Regions from separate parts of the Mus musculus genome. Here all the other regions are linked to region 4. A link is a contact called in public Hi-C and HiChIP or PLAC-seq data. All regions are on one chromosome and are shown on one strand. Each heading gives the region's core, a stretch centred on a gene start, on an enhancer-like site or on the middle of the called end of the contact. The rest is flanking DNA. Distances are from core to core; before and after follow the strand shown.

Region 1 (3,620 bases), core at 822-3,321, 450 kb after region 4:
AAAAGAGAAATAAATACCCAAGGAAACCAATCAGACAAACAAGAGTCCATTGTTAACACTGCTCACTTAAAATGGTTTTTTTTCTACTTTATAAAATGTTTCTCTGTCCAAACATGTGTGTGTGTGTGTGTGTGTGTGTGTGTGTGTGTGTGTGTGCCTTTTCCCGATTCACTGCCATCTTTCTCCAACCATTCCTTTGCAAAGAGTGTTCCCAGCCTAGCATTTCGTTACTGTTAAAATCCACTATTAATCCCCTTTACCACCCCTGAGGCACACCCCAATGAGTGAGGTTTCATGGCTGTATCTATTTGCTTTATCTTGCAGACCAGTTTCCCAACTCCTCTCAGAATGGAGCATGCAGACAAGTGCAATACCCTCTGACAGACCTGTCCCCTATCCTGACAAGTGGAGACTCTGATATATCCAGCCCATTACTACAAAATACTGTTCACATTGACCTCAGTGCTCTAAATCCAGAGCTGGTCCAAGCAGTTCAGCACGTAGTGATTGGACCCAGCAGCCTGATTGTGCATTTCAATGAAGTCATAGGAAGAGGTAAGTATTTCCATCAGTTCTCTGTTAAGTACAGTTTTCCAGTAAGCCATTTATCTCCTGTTTTGCAGATTAGGAATTTAGACAATGCTGAGGGCTCCTGACAGAGCCTGATAACGAGTTTTGTCCTGCAGAAATACAGACATGAAAAGTCATAGTCATGGAGACTGCCCTGTGCGTGGAATCATTTGGATATTATCACAGGAGAGAAGACCCCATTTCTCCCTCATATTTCTCACAGTAACTACAGTGTCTTGGGGGAAAATCATGCCAGTTTTTTCACTCCTTTATCTCTTCAATCTTACTTTATCCTGAGAGCTGTAACAAAATCTAGTCTATAGCGGCTTGTACACTGCTGGACAGCATCAGGATACGGGGAATTTATAGCCCTCCCCTAATCTAAGGCAACATATATCATCTCCACAATGCACTCCAATTTCTTCACACACAAAAAATGACTATTTGCAAGAAGCTAGCCAGAGCATCGATAACTTCAAACATTAACACTATTGGAGGAAATATTTGTCAGGAAGAGAAACCAACCAGAAGCCATGAGATAAAATCTACTGTAAAATCCTTTTAAACGTAGTGGCTTCGGGTTGGGCTACTCCTATTTTAAATGCTCTAAAGAGGTTGCATAGGCATTTGCCAGGGTGGTGCAGGAGAAAGTGACAGGGTGGCGGTACGTGAACACTGGTCCTTCTGAGCATCCAGAGCTGAGTATCTACGTTGTTTCTTCCTGAAAAGGGGCCTCTGTGCACGAGTGTATGATTGGGTTATATTGCTGGCCTGTAACTCCAGTAAGTGGTCCAGTATTGGAGATATAGTCTCACTGGTTATATTCTCACTGTTGTATTTTATAAAACAGCAGTGTAATGGAGAGGGAGGGAGCATCTCGGTGGGCCTGTGCCTAGACGTCACCCCGAACAACCACGCCAAGTGACAGCAGGCCTCACATAAAAGGAAGTTTTAATATTGGGCAAAAGCCTTCCAGGAACAGATGGGGACAGAGAGAGAGAGAGAGAGAGAGAGAGAGAGACCTGGGGTGTGGGGTGCGAGCATTCCTCTTATATATCAGCCTTATACATGGCTATAGGTGATGATGTAAGCTGTTGCTAGATCCTACGTCCCTGGGAGGAGCCTAGTGGAATTCTCTGTAAGCCAATACTCACTCTACGTGTTGTAAAATCAGGACTTTTTTTTAATGAAAGGTGATAACATGGTGATAATTTCTCCCAAGTCACAGTCATTAAGAAACTATCAGTATTAACTACTGTTTGTTTATATGCCCCCCCACACACACACACACATGGAAAATTGTGACCACTCATGAGCATGGCTTTTATTATATTCATCTTTGTGTAAGTCACAGAGGATAGCCCCATACCTCATATAGTAAGCACTCAGGACAGCTTGCCGAAGTCCATGAATTAATTAAATGACTTACACAGCCGTCAGACACTTGGCACCTCTGGGAGAAATTACTGCCGCCTCTGTTGAGAGGCTGCTATTGGGGAAATGAGTGGTTAAAGTCAGAGGGAAATGTATGAAGTGAGTCACTGGGAATCTGCTCCATTTGGGCAACTGTCTTTTGATCCCTGCCAAAGTGGCTTACATATTAACCAGTGACTAACAGGGGAAACCCTAACTCTATAATACATTATTTATAATCAGTTACTAGACTATAGAGGACATATTTTACACGTATTCAAGTGGATAAAATTATTTACATGTTTTCTTTAATATTATTTTATCCTTAATATAATATATTTCCTTTCATGCAGAAGCTATTATTGTGTCCAGTGATACCCCAATGACTTGATACTTTGGTATATTAACGTTTAAAAGAAGCCATATTACTACAATTTGCACCATATATTAAATAATCACATTGCTTATAGCATGGAGAGAAGTGTAATGCATCTATATTTATATCTCACACTTGTACCACACAGAGTGATGTTGTTAATCAAAGTGTCATAAGCAATGTACCATTTTTTTTGTCTTACAGAAAAAAAGGCTTAATAAATAATTATTGCATAAAGTCAGTTTAACTCTAGCAAGTTCTCTTTTTCAATAGGGCATTTTGGCTGTGTCTATCATGGGACTTTGCTGGACAATGACGGAAAGAAAATTCACTGTGCTGTGAAATCCTTAAATAGTAAGTTGCATTTACTACGGAAGGGAACATTTGTGGTTTGCAAATAATGAAGTGTTCATTTGCACTTTCCCTTGTGGAAAAAAGGCATCTGCTACTGAAATTGTGGAATTAATCCTGAAAATGTGTTTAGTCTAAACACTTATTGAGATAGTCCCTCTGAAATTATCCTACGGAGAACTAATAAGTAAGGCAGGAGGGGCGGTGAGTCTCTTAGATGAACTGAGTACCATTTAGCCACGTTCAACTTATAATATTTGTTTTGCAAATGACATTTATGGAAACTATTGAAAGCGTTGGCACATACCATAGTAATGACTCATTTTGCCCAGAGACACTACTACACTACACTTTTTAACCAGCACTCCATTTTAGAAAAAAACGATAACTGAAGTAATACGAGCAGGAGAGAAATGTACTGGCAGAGGACTGACAAATCATTAAGGATGGTAGCCCTCACTTATCCACGGTTAGGCAATGAGGTGTCCCACAGAAATACGTTTCCTAAGGAGATGCAACGTGTCCCCTTTTAATGCAATACTTCTTAAAAATTTAGCCATTACATAGAAAACTCTTAAGATCAAATGCTCATTCTCTTTAAAGTCCAAAGTATGCTTATGAACATAAACTTAGTCTTTACTGATGCAGAGGCACAACTGTGACATTGTACAAGCCAGTGTACTTTGCACGTGAGAGGATCCCCGGCTCCGCCTCTATTGACAGAGCTCACATATTTGCTTTGCTACTTTGTAATTTTATACCTTAGAATTTGAAGCCACCTGGAAAATGTTAGCAAAGTACATTATAGATTTGTATTAGATCTAATAAGCTTCGAAAGTGCAAACGGTAGGCTTCCCTCCAAGGCACTCTGATACCAGAACTACTTCAGCTCTTTCAAACATCCATCAAT
Region 2 (3,542 bases), core at 111-2,610, 470 kb after region 4:
GGACACTTTGCCCCTTCTTAGAATTGGGAACAAAACACCCATGGAAGGAGTTACAGAGACAAAGTTTGAAGCTGTGTCAAAAGGATGGACCATCTAGAGCCTGCCATATCCAGGGTTCCATCCCATAATCAGCTTCCAAACGCTGACACCATTGCATATACTAGCAAGATTTTGCTGAAAGGACCCAGATATAGCTGTCTCACAAACACAGAAGTGGATGCTCACAGTCAGCTAATGGATGGATCACAGGGCCCCCAATGGAGGAGCTAGAGAAATTACCCAAGGAACTAAAGGGAACTGCAACCCTATAGGTGGAACAACAATATGAACTAACCAGTACCCCAGAGCTCTTGACTCTAGCTGCATATGTATCAAAAGATGGCCTAGTCAGCCATCACTGGAAAGAGAGGCCCATTGGACTTGCAAACTTTATATGCCCCAGTACAGGGGAAGGCCAGGGCCAAAAAGGGGGAGTGGGCAGGTAGGGGAGTGGGTGGGCGGGTATGGGGGACTTTTGGGATAGCATTGGAAATGTAAATGAGGAAAATACCTAATAAAAAGTAAAAAAAAAAAAAAAAAAAAAGTGGCTGTCCCTTCCCTCTATAGCAGGGGTTCCCAACCTTCCCAATGCTGCCACCCTTTAATACAGTTCCTCACGTCGTGGTGACCCCCAACTATAAAATTATTTCATTGCTATATAACTGTAATTTTGCTACTGTTATGATTCATAAAGTAAATATCTGCTCTGTGGGATATCTGGTATGTGAGTTACGTGAAGGGATCGTGACCCACAGGTTGAGAACATCTGCTCTAGGAACTTGACATTAAGGGTCCCTGCTGCAGACCAGTACTCTTTATATTACTTACTTAAGTATTTAAATACCTAAAGTCCTCATAAAACAGACTTGCTTATTTCTATTTGCCAATACAGAATAAGCTCACTTCTGAAAGTTTACAAAGCGTCACACTTTCCTAAAATTCTTGTTCTCTTTTGCCATGGAAGTTTCAAACTGCTTAAGAGTTTTAAAAGATTTTTAAGCTGGAGTAATAAATATAACTCGCTGCCTCCTTGCAGACAGCGTTCTGGGAGGGATTGTTGCAGAAGTACGGCTCACAGATGACGTCACTGACTGGGGCGGGACTAAGCATGTACAGGCGACACTACAGGGATGGATTGCTGGCTCTAGTGGTCACTTTCCTTGACCCCAGCTGTCCCCGTGGTGCAAGCACATCCAACCTAATTTTGTCTGTTACATAAGAAGCCAAACGGAGAAACTTGAAACTTCTGCCATCATATTGCTGACTTAATCCTGTCGTAAGTCAGAGCCCAGCAACCTCTGAGTGAGCACCCCTCCCTCTCGTTCCGAACGGAACACTGGGAACACTCATTTGCCTGGGCACATTTTGGAATCATACATACTTGGTTTGAACCGATGCCCAATAAGGAATTCAGATTTTTCCAGATCAGTCACTGCATCTTTCTACGCCTTATTCTCCAAACTGGAAACCCTCATTTTCAATTTTTTTATTGTTATCTGTAATCTGCTTTGTAGTCCAAGAAGATTCAAGACAGAAGGCCCTAGCATAAAATTACCTGCAATTAATAAATATAATAATAACTATAATGACAATACATAATAATCAATATAATTATAACAAAATAAAGGGGACAAAAGGTGAATACAATCAAAATACATTATGCTCATGTATAAAAGTGTTACAATAAAATGTGTATGATTGGGTTATGCCAATAAAAACATCTTTTTAAAGTTAAGAGTTTGGCTTTGCTTTTGTATAAAGTTAAAAATCTTGAAATCAGACGCTGGCTTTCTTCATCATTTTAGAAAAATCAAACTAATATGGGGAATTTCTCAAACCTGTGTGGCTTTCTGTGTCATGTAAGCATATTGCGTTGTATTTTCCTTGATCTTCATTACAGCTCACAGATTTGATTGTAAATATTAAATATCCAGTAAAATTATTATCACTTGCTGATTGCTTGGGTCTTTGTCTGATGCTCAGGCCAGCTTTACAGTCCTAGGCTCAAGGGTCATCCTGCATCGGATAATTCTGTGTGTCCGGACTATAGGTGGGCTTCACCGTTCAGGTATCTGGGCTTCACCGTTCCCCCGTGTCTGGGCTTCACTGATCCCCTGTGTCTGGGCTTCACCAATCCCCTGTGTCTGGGCTTCACCGTTCCCCTGTGTTATGATTGCTACACTTGTCTCAATAATGTCTTTTCTTCAAAAGTCTCCTTACAAGACATCTAATTCATAAAATTCCTTCTAGCGAACCCCAAGATTTCACTTGCTTCTATGTGGCTGCTAGGCTCATATCTGCAAGATTCTGTACTCGGAATCAAAGCGCTAAGAGCTAGGAGTGGCACACAGTCAGGGAGAGCCAGGGGCTGGAGGTGTACGGAATCCCAAGCAGGCCTCGTGGGAGGGTTTTGGTCCTTTTCAGCATCCAAAGTTGGGTCTCAAATAATCGTCCTTTCTCAAAGATAAACACTTATCTGAAGATGGTTTCGGGGGCTTATGAAAGGCCTGCTGAACTTCAATCGGGGCCGTGTTTTTCCAGTTCAATTCATTGCTCTTTGTTTAAATCAAAACTTCATTTTATTTTCCAAAAGCAACCCTGCCAGGTTTCCTTGATTTAATTGTTTTATCTTTTTTGTCTGATGACAATGGAGAACAGAAGAAAATATTCTTGCTGAGGAAATGAAATATTACCAAAAACAACAAGCATTCTCACACTATAGGAGGTGGTTTTATAAGTTACAAAAAAAAAAAAAAAAAACCAAAAAGGCTCCATTCTTTGGATGAAACGTGTTATTGCGGTCGCTGTTGGGTCAAATCCGTACGGCCCAAAGAAAAACGTTGGAAAGAAAATTAACCGGTTCATAAGGGTACAGATAACACTATTTTTAAAAGGAAATGGTTCTTCCCACATAGAAACAATACAAAGTGATAGGAAAACAAAGTGATAATTTGGACAAGTATTAAAACAACTCAAGTAAAATATGTGAAGTTCAGTAAATACTGTTTACAGGGAACACAAATGAAATTATTTCTCATTTGTTTTTAACCTTGCCTAACTTACACTGTTCTTCCTTTCACACCAGAGTACTCAGAGGCCTGGCTGATCAGTAAGGACTAACAACGAACCCAGGAGGATTCAAAGCAGTACAGGCCCGGGGGTCCTGGACCCGCTCTGCTGTCCACTCACCAGTGGCCTATGGACAAATTTGGTTTGGTGAGGGTATTCTAAATAATAAGCTTTGTTTTAAGGAAGAGAGGCTCAGCAGAGTGAACCTGCTGAGTCTGTTGTCCCCAGGAGACACGTGTCCCATTGCACTTCTACCAGTCTGCCATTAGGCCAGTATCAGCATTTGGTGTTGCGAATCAGAGAGCTGAGGGACAGATGCTCAAGGCAGCCAAGGTCACAGCTCTGTGGCACTGTCCAGAGCTGAGAAAGTTGCCTAGTTCAGCCTAATAATACAAGGCTATTATCTGGAAAGATTAAATAAAGATATGCATGCT
Region 3 (3,328 bases), core at 94-2,593, 380 kb after region 4:
GGCAATCTCAGTAGATGGGGTAGTGAGGGATTTCGAAAGAGCTGCCAGAGGAAGAGACAATAGGAGCTGAGCGGATATAAATAACTGTTCACTTAAGTACTATGTCTTTTGAATACAACCTTTCCCCTAGAATTGCGACTAATTAAGCACAGTTCAAACAGGCATCGTGTGTTTTTACAAATTTATAAGTACTGAGGGGACCTTGATTCCATGTGCACCTTTGGCTAACATTTCATTCTCTTCCAACACACATGTCATCTGAAAAAATCAGAATAATAGTTGCCTTATGACTGTAATTAGGAAAAAAATTATATAGCTGAGGATATCTTGCAAACTAGAAGGTGCTTTCAACAGAGTAACATACCATGTGACTTCTAGGAAAAATCAGTCCCTAAAGCAAAGTTAATTGTGTCAAAGTTTATGAAGTTTTTCCTCCTTTAAAAAGATGTAATGTCCCATTACACCTGCTGAAAACTTCCCTGAGGAATCAGTCCTTAAATACAGCACTATGCTTTGGCTGCTGATAGAATTGCTGGCAAGCACAGACCCTGCTCAATAGAAACCTAGAGAATCCTCCACATTGCTAGACTTGGGGGCAATGCTGCGACCAAGTAGTTCACTAAGAAAACTAGAAACGGATAGGTAGTAGAGAAGAGTTGAATGGCAGGTTGGAAGGTTGGCCTGAGCCCAAATTCATAGTTAACAGGCAGTCTTTCATGAAGAGACTCCTAAATACCACAAACTTAATGACCAAGATGGCACAGGGGTGCTCATTCCCAGGAAATGTTTGTTCAGTGAGCGTATTCTTGCAACCAACTGCAGAGAAATAAGAAAATGTTTTATAGGTGATTTGGTTTCATCTGCTATGTGCACATTTCAAGGGAATGAATCAGTCAGTCTGTTTGAATCATCTTTGTACGTTTTATTTAGTCAAAAAATCAGTTAAATGACTCGCACTATTTCAAAAAGAAAAAAAAAAAAACGAAGAGAAGTAGAGAGCAAGACATTCTGTGTTGAAGTCTGATTCAGACCCATCACAGGATTCAATGGATGGAGGCAGAAATATATGGAAGTGAGAATATTTCTGAAGTCTCTACCATCATAAACATTCAAATTTTTGTCCTAGCCCGGTTTGGCATAGAGCTAGGGGAGAAAGTTGGAGTCGTGAGGTAAACACGATTCTCATATATTCAGGTTGATGGCCCCGGAGTGACGGGTAATTGTAGAAAAGCAGTCCCAGAGATCAGGATTGTCACAGTTGGAACATACATTGGAGTTGATTGGTTCACTTCAGGAATGCCAGTAAATATTTCATAACCATTCCAGGGTGGAAGGACAAAGCTCTAATGTGCAATATTTGCCAATCCCTGTGAAATAACACTCCCATCATGCTGACTTTTGGTTGTCAAGATAAGGTGGCTGAAATGTAAGTCGGGAAGAAACTCACAAGACAGGTGTAACTGAGCTAGTGCTAGGGGACTGACGCATGCTACTGGTTCAAAACTCACTCTACAATCGGGAAAGATGCCCAAGAAGTTAAGTGACTTACTTTGGGTCATACAACGTAGCTCCATTGCCACAAACTGAAACTAGCTTCTACTACTCGAGATTATGAATGCATTATGAGAAAAGCATCCTAATTGATTGCTAAGTCTACTTAACTCTATAGCCTGGCTACATTTCCCTTCTTTGAACTTCTCGCCTTGAGTTTAAGCTGCTGTGTGATTGTCTCTCCTTCCCATCACTCTGTATTCTCATTGATGGTTTGAAAGTAATTTAATCACCTTCAACTCTTCTCAGTCTCTGAAACATCATAGATACCCACCCATGTTTTCCGAGTCTAGGAAAGAACAGTGATCATACCTACCATGGGCCAGACACTATGCTAACATCTACTCCTCAAAGAATTCAAAGAGCCTCCCTCAGAAATGAGGTGGATCCCATAATACACCTGACCAGAGTATGTGTCTGTGCACTGGGCACCAGAGTCTGCCCGTGGCACTCGGCTCTCACCAACACACACCTCTGTGGGCAGGTCAAGTCTTAATTGCACAGAATGGTCTAGAAAATGGTGTGTATTAAGTGATTAATAGCATCCTTCCTCCCTGCTAGCTTACTTCTGATTTGCTGTCCCATCCAATGAGACAACAACAACAACAACAAAAATCTCATTCATACATTTGCTGGATTTTAGTTTGTTAAGCATCAGCACGGTACGTGACATACATATAAACCTTAGAACATGTTTCTTATTTTAAAAACATAGGTAACTCGTCAGAATGTAAAAACAAAATAAAGATTATTCTGAAGCTTCTTTCACAAGAGAAAACCTAAAAGCCATGCACACTCAATACTGCACTACTGGGTCAGCTTGGATGCAAATGAGTTATAAGATTGCTTGGCCTTCCCTTAGGGAGTCAGCATTCATTTATTTACCTTCAGTTTTTTGGAGAAAAATATAAAGATTGTGTTCTCATTCCTGGAAGATATACTGATGTGTGTCGTGTTAAGAAACAATTTTTCATAAAATGTACTCTGGACTGATATGACAATTTGTCTCCTATCCTTATTTTTTATTCCCTCTTGTTTCCCTCACCAGCATCAAAAAAAAAAAAAATTCTAGTATATTTCTGAACAATGAGAAGTACACTTAAAAATAGCAAGTTCAGCTCCAGTCGCCATATATACTCTAAGATGGTCATGTATCTTCGAACTGTCCGCTCTTTTTTTATACTTAAAAACAATAAGGGGGAGTGGGTGTGTAGGGGAGTGGGGGTGGGTGGGTATGGGGGACTTTTGGTATAGCATTGGAAATGTAAATGAGCTAAATACCTAATAAAAAATGGAAAAAAAAAACAATCCCATGAGAATATTGAGCTGTGGGTGCAGAGGTGAATGAATGACCTTAAGTCACATGGCTAGACAGGGAAGGGCTGGGATTGGAGCTCTGATGGGGAAACCTGCTCCGGCAGTGATCTCTCTCTCTCTCTCTCTCTCTCTCTCTCTCTCTCTCTCTCTCTCTCTCTCTCTCTCTCGGTGTTAATGAAGCATCTGGGCATGGGCGACTGTCGGCTAGGCATGGATTGAGTCTTGGTTCACACTGGGTGACTTCTGTCAAGCACCCTCATCCAGAAGAGGATACTAATCAACTTCCTTCTTCACAGGATGGCTGTGGAGAGAAAGCTGACGGTGTAGCAGAACGCTTGGCATGTGGTAAGCACGCAGTGCACATTTTTGTTGTTTTTACTATTATATGGCTTATACCTCTTCCAGTAATTTAGCCTATTGAAGCTTTCCTTTGCTCTCTGGTATTAGTGTGGCTTTCTGG
Region 4 (3,532 bases), core at 228-2,727:
ACATTTTTTTTAAATTCTAATTACCTGGTATTGATAGATTAATATTCTTTTTCTCATTAAAAAATCATTCTAGGTCAGTTCTCAGAAGCAGATCTTACAGGGTTTTTGGTTTTGTTTTGTTTTTTTTTTTGTTTGTTTGTTTTTTTATGCCTGGTACGGCATGAATTTGACAACCACATCATTACAGTTCACAGTAGCAAAAGGCTCACTAAGAGAGAGTGTAGAACAATTGCTGGTACTTAGGCAATACCAGAGGTGTCCTCTTTCTCCACAAAAGCCATCATCTTGGATATTAAAAGACATGACAGTGATCTCTGCTTTTCCTGTCCTCCAAACAGCAGTGGGAACTCAAGAGCAGTGGGTTCAGTGAGGAAGGAGAAGGGGGAAATGTCTTGGGGTCCAGGAAATTCAAAGGAAGATGCAGACTCAGCATCAGCTTCTACACAGTGGTCCATGAGAGATGCTTCATACCCTCCCTGGATGCTCATTGATTGTGAACTACTTCAGGGAGGCTGCACGTACACTGTTCATCTCTAAATAGAACAATCTTGGATACAAATAGGATTTGAGAAAGTGATGTTTTGCATATATATATAAATATGTATATATATATATATATATATATATATATATATATATATATATATATGTAATTTCCACTGATGGAATCCCAGTCGCTCAGGTGTCCTGTTGGCCTTCACATTTGGGACATTTTTAACAATTTTTTTTGTTTTTAACTTCTTATTGTATATGAATTATACACCATGCACCCCCAATCCCACTCATCTCGTCACCCCTTTACAGCATCTATATCTCAAGTCCTGGGGTATCTTCTCCATCCTTGCAACCTCCCCTCAAAAAATAGAAATAAAAATAAAAAAATTAAAACCTCAAAATCAAAACAAAACAAAACAAACAACAACAAAAATCTCACTGTGGAAGCTGCAGTGTGTCACAATGTGTCACACGGGTATTCCTTTGGCCAAACCTCTTTACTTCCAAATGTTCATTGCAATGAGTCTGGTTTGAGGCCTCTGGCTTCTGCTATACTATCAATACTGGAATCTCACTGGGGTTTCTCTCAGATATCCTGTTGTCGGTCTGTGTCGTGGAAACTCTGCAGCTTTGGATCTGCAGGACTGGCCCCTTCACACACTCCAGCATTTCACAGATGGGGCAGATGTTGGGGTGAGCATATTCAAAGCCCTGGATCTGGGCCTGGGTTGGAGTTGCTGAACCCATCAGCTTTCCTGTACCCAAGCCACCAGGCTAGGTCTACTGTGCTGCCCAGGTGAAGCGCGGGGGCTTTCTGCTTATTTTAAACAAGATATTACAGATTGTCTCTTTTTAATAAGTCCTGACCATACTGCAGTGTCTGGTCTTTAAGCATAGATTTCCAAATTGACTCAAGTGTTTCAGACGAGTTTCACCATAGGCAAGAGAGTCAGGGTTGAGTCATTCTTAAGCAATTTGTAACACGTAGTGTTTAAGCTCTTCCAACTTTGCTATGGTAACCAAAGAGACACCACCACCCAAGAACAGTTTTAAGTTCTCATCTTAAAATGACCTGGCATATCTGAACTTGTCTTCTGAGTTTGTCTGTAACTCTTTAGAACACTTAAGACTGTCCCTGACTGCATAAAAAATGCCTTTCCTGACCCCTGGTAACTGTTCAATGTTAACTCTTGACTTTACTGAGTGCTTACCTGTGTGAAAAGGCCTGCTTCCTTGTGTTGTGTAGATAGAAGTTTTAGCACACAACCTGACAGGCATTGTGGTTTGATTAATAGGGTGTGTTGTTTTGGTTTTTCATATATTTACCGGTGCTTAAATAACTGTGGCTAATTATTCTGTCCTTTCATGGGAAGCAAGTCATCGTAGCTTCTATTTAATCTGATAATATATTTTGAAACAATCAAAACAAAATGCCATTAACCTTTATGGTTGTTTTGAATGGCATTTTAAATGACATTTATAAAGGCTGTTATTGATCTTTCTTCGATGTGCATTTCCACAGGATGTCTTGCCCTTCACCCAGTAACAAAAGCACCTTCTACCCAGTTACCATTGCTAGTCAACCGCTATTGCATGTAGACACGTTGGAGTCAATTCTCCATAAATAACATCTGACTGAGGACTGGGATACCATGGTAGAATTCAAAAGAAATCTGGGCTTAGGAGTCAAAACAGACACATGGGGAGATCCCATGGAATCTCCTCTCCAGTTACAGCTGGATAGGAAGGAAGGCAAGGGGACTGGATTTTAGGAAGATGGAAAAATCAGCACAAGTGTTGTATGAAAATCCATGTGTTTGTTGAGGTCATCACACAACAACAACAACAACAACAAAAGGGAAGAAAGCATGAGCCAGGGACTGACATTATCAAAGAACGTGGAGAAAATTTCTGAAGTTTAACAGAAAATGGAGACTCATATGTACTCAAAGATCCCACATCCTTGGATTATGTGGGGATATAATCACACACTCCAGCACTCTAGCCTGAAGTGCCCTTTTTCCCTCTCGCTGTACTATCGAATGCTCAAGTAGCTTTGTCTAATTAGTTTGCCCTTTCATTGGGAGCATGCCATTGGAGTCGCTAGTTAACACAATAATTAATTTTTAAACATTCACAACAAAAAATGGAATAGAATGATTGGAAAAGAAATAGGGGGTAAAGTCTAAGGCCGCTATATCATGCTTAAAGAAAACTGTGACTCTCAAAAATCAAAAGAAACTAGTACAAATAAGAGAGACTGCCTAAGGAAAGCAACTACCTACTTCTCAGGCACTGCAACCAACCTGCCTGGGAGGGGCACCAGAGACTTTGAGATAGATCTAGGAGTTCAATTCAGCCACGAAATGAAGAGGCGTTGGTTATAGGGGAGTCTCCAGTTCACAGCAGTTAAGATTTCTGAGTATAAAGAGGAATTCAGGAACAGAGGGGATCAGATGAGGAGACTAACGAAGCTGAATGGGTGTCTGGTTTCCAAATGAGCCTGACAAGTCTGGATGCCTGGGATAAAAGGGGCTGGCAGACCTGCTGAAGTTCAGCCCCAGTAGTTTCCTAGAAAAAGGTGAGCAATCAGGAATGCCGGAGCAATAATTGAAAACAACTGAGTCTCTGTAGATGTAAACGGGACTGCCATCCAACCAGAGTCGTCTCCCATGAATTTCTGTCATTCTGTCCACTCTGCTGTCTTCCACTGGGCCTCCATCCTAGGCCTTGTCACTTCCTTGGCACCCCTCCCTAACACAGCATACGTGATAAGAAAGAAAGGAGGAAAATGAATGTCTTACACTCTAGACTGGAGGAAAAATTGCTTCCAGAATTCCCCAGCCGACTTACCTACGCTTCTATTTCACTGGTTACAAATAAGTCATGTGTTTATCCCATCAAAGGTAAAAATAAATAGTGTCTATGACTAACTTAGCCTCTCATAATTTATACCCAGAGGGCTAGGTCTGTACTCAACCAACACAGTTTTATGAACCAGGGGGAAAAGCTGTTGCATTTACAACCAACCAAGATG

What was found. HiChIP or PLAC-seq counts read pairs in DNA pulled down with a chosen protein or histone mark. Hi-C and Micro-C count contacts between places; a contact is called where the count stands out from the background.
Region 1: an SMC1A HiChIP or PLAC-seq map of the NIH/3T3 cell line shows a contact between it and region 4, with 7 times the contacts expected there. The contact joins two enhancer-like sites. A contact is called at or near these places in 1 of 15 datasets of contacts at CTCF or cohesin (the NIH/3T3 cell line), 4 of 484 Hi-C or Micro-C datasets (bone marrow-derived macrophages, cortical neurons, embryonic stem cells and 1 more), 3 of 115 datasets of contacts at active chromatin or transcription factors (embryonic stem cells, oligodendrocyte precursor cells and pancreatic cancer cells) and 1 of 9 other capture datasets (embryonic stem cells).
Region 2: a Hi-C map of muscle stem cells shows a contact between it and region 4, with 6 times the contacts expected there. The contact joins two enhancer-like sites. A contact is called at or near these places in 5 of 39 promoter capture datasets (the 3T3-L1 cell line, the C10 cell line, embryonic stem cells and 2 more), 5 of 15 datasets of contacts at CTCF or cohesin (the NIH/3T3 cell line, embryonic stem cells, large pre-B cells and 2 more), 258 of 484 Hi-C or Micro-C datasets (the 3T3-L1 cell line, 3T3-L1-derived adipocytes, the 4T1 cell line and 130 more), 26 of 115 datasets of contacts at active chromatin or transcription factors (PVALB interneurons, astrocytes, a beta-TC-6 cell line and 19 more) and 5 of 9 other capture datasets (adipose tissue, bone marrow-derived macrophages, embryonic stem cells and 2 more).
Region 3: an H3K27ac HiChIP or PLAC-seq map of embryonic fibroblasts shows a contact between it and region 4, with 9 times the contacts expected there. The contact joins two enhancer-like sites. A contact is called at or near these places in 1 of 15 datasets of contacts at CTCF or cohesin (the NIH/3T3 cell line), 5 of 484 Hi-C or Micro-C datasets (3T3-L1-derived adipocytes, the C2C12 cell line, muscle stem cells and 2 more), 2 of 115 datasets of contacts at active chromatin or transcription factors (the NIH/3T3 cell line and embryonic fibroblasts) and 1 of 9 other capture datasets (embryonic stem cells).

What each region holds. Positions count from the first base shown.
Region 1 is chr6:17,552,915-17,556,534 of GRCm38.p6, forward strand. It overlaps Met (met proto-oncogene), which reads left to right. Exons shown (of 22, transcript NM_008591.2): 16 at 325-555; 17 at 2,633-2,713. Among named protein-coding and RNA genes, the nearest start is that of Gm52893, 13 kb to the left of the region's middle. Within about 2 kb of position 2,072, at least 40 of the 459 cell types and tissues checked have an H3K27ac peak or open chromatin away from gene starts, as enhancers often do. A contact at or near this core is called in the NIH/3T3 cell line and pancreatic cancer cells, where this site is marked.
Region 2 is chr6:17,582,946-17,586,487 of GRCm38.p6, forward strand. No RefSeq gene overlaps it. Among named protein-coding and RNA genes, the nearest start is that of Gm52893, 43 kb to the left of the region's middle. Within about 2 kb of position 1,361, at least 100 of the 459 cell types and tissues checked have an H3K27ac peak or open chromatin away from gene starts, as enhancers often do. A contact at or near this core is called in the 4T1 cell line, the C2C12 cell line, the MC38 cell line and 9 more, where this site is marked.
Region 3 is chr6:17,484,633-17,487,960 of GRCm38.p6, forward strand. Met (met proto-oncogene) reads left to right here. Exons shown (of 22, transcript NM_008591.2): 2 at 3,165-3,213. Among named protein-coding and RNA genes, the nearest start is that of Met, 22 kb to the left of the region's middle. Within about 2 kb of position 1,344, at least 26 of the 459 cell types and tissues checked have an H3K27ac peak or open chromatin away from gene starts, as enhancers often do. A contact at or near this core is called in 3T3-L1-derived adipocytes, the C2C12 cell line, the NIH/3T3 cell line and 1 more, where this site is marked.
Region 4 is chr6:17,107,949-17,111,480 of GRCm38.p6, forward strand. The region is part of intron 1 of Gm4876 (predicted gene 4876); the gene reads right to left. Among named protein-coding and RNA genes, the nearest start is that of Gm15473, 44 kb to the left of the region's middle. Within about 2 kb of position 1,478, at least 85 of the 459 cell types and tissues checked have an H3K27ac peak or open chromatin away from gene starts, as enhancers often do. A contact at or near this core is called in 3T3-L1-derived adipocytes, the 4T1 cell line, the C2C12 cell line and 11 more, where this site is marked.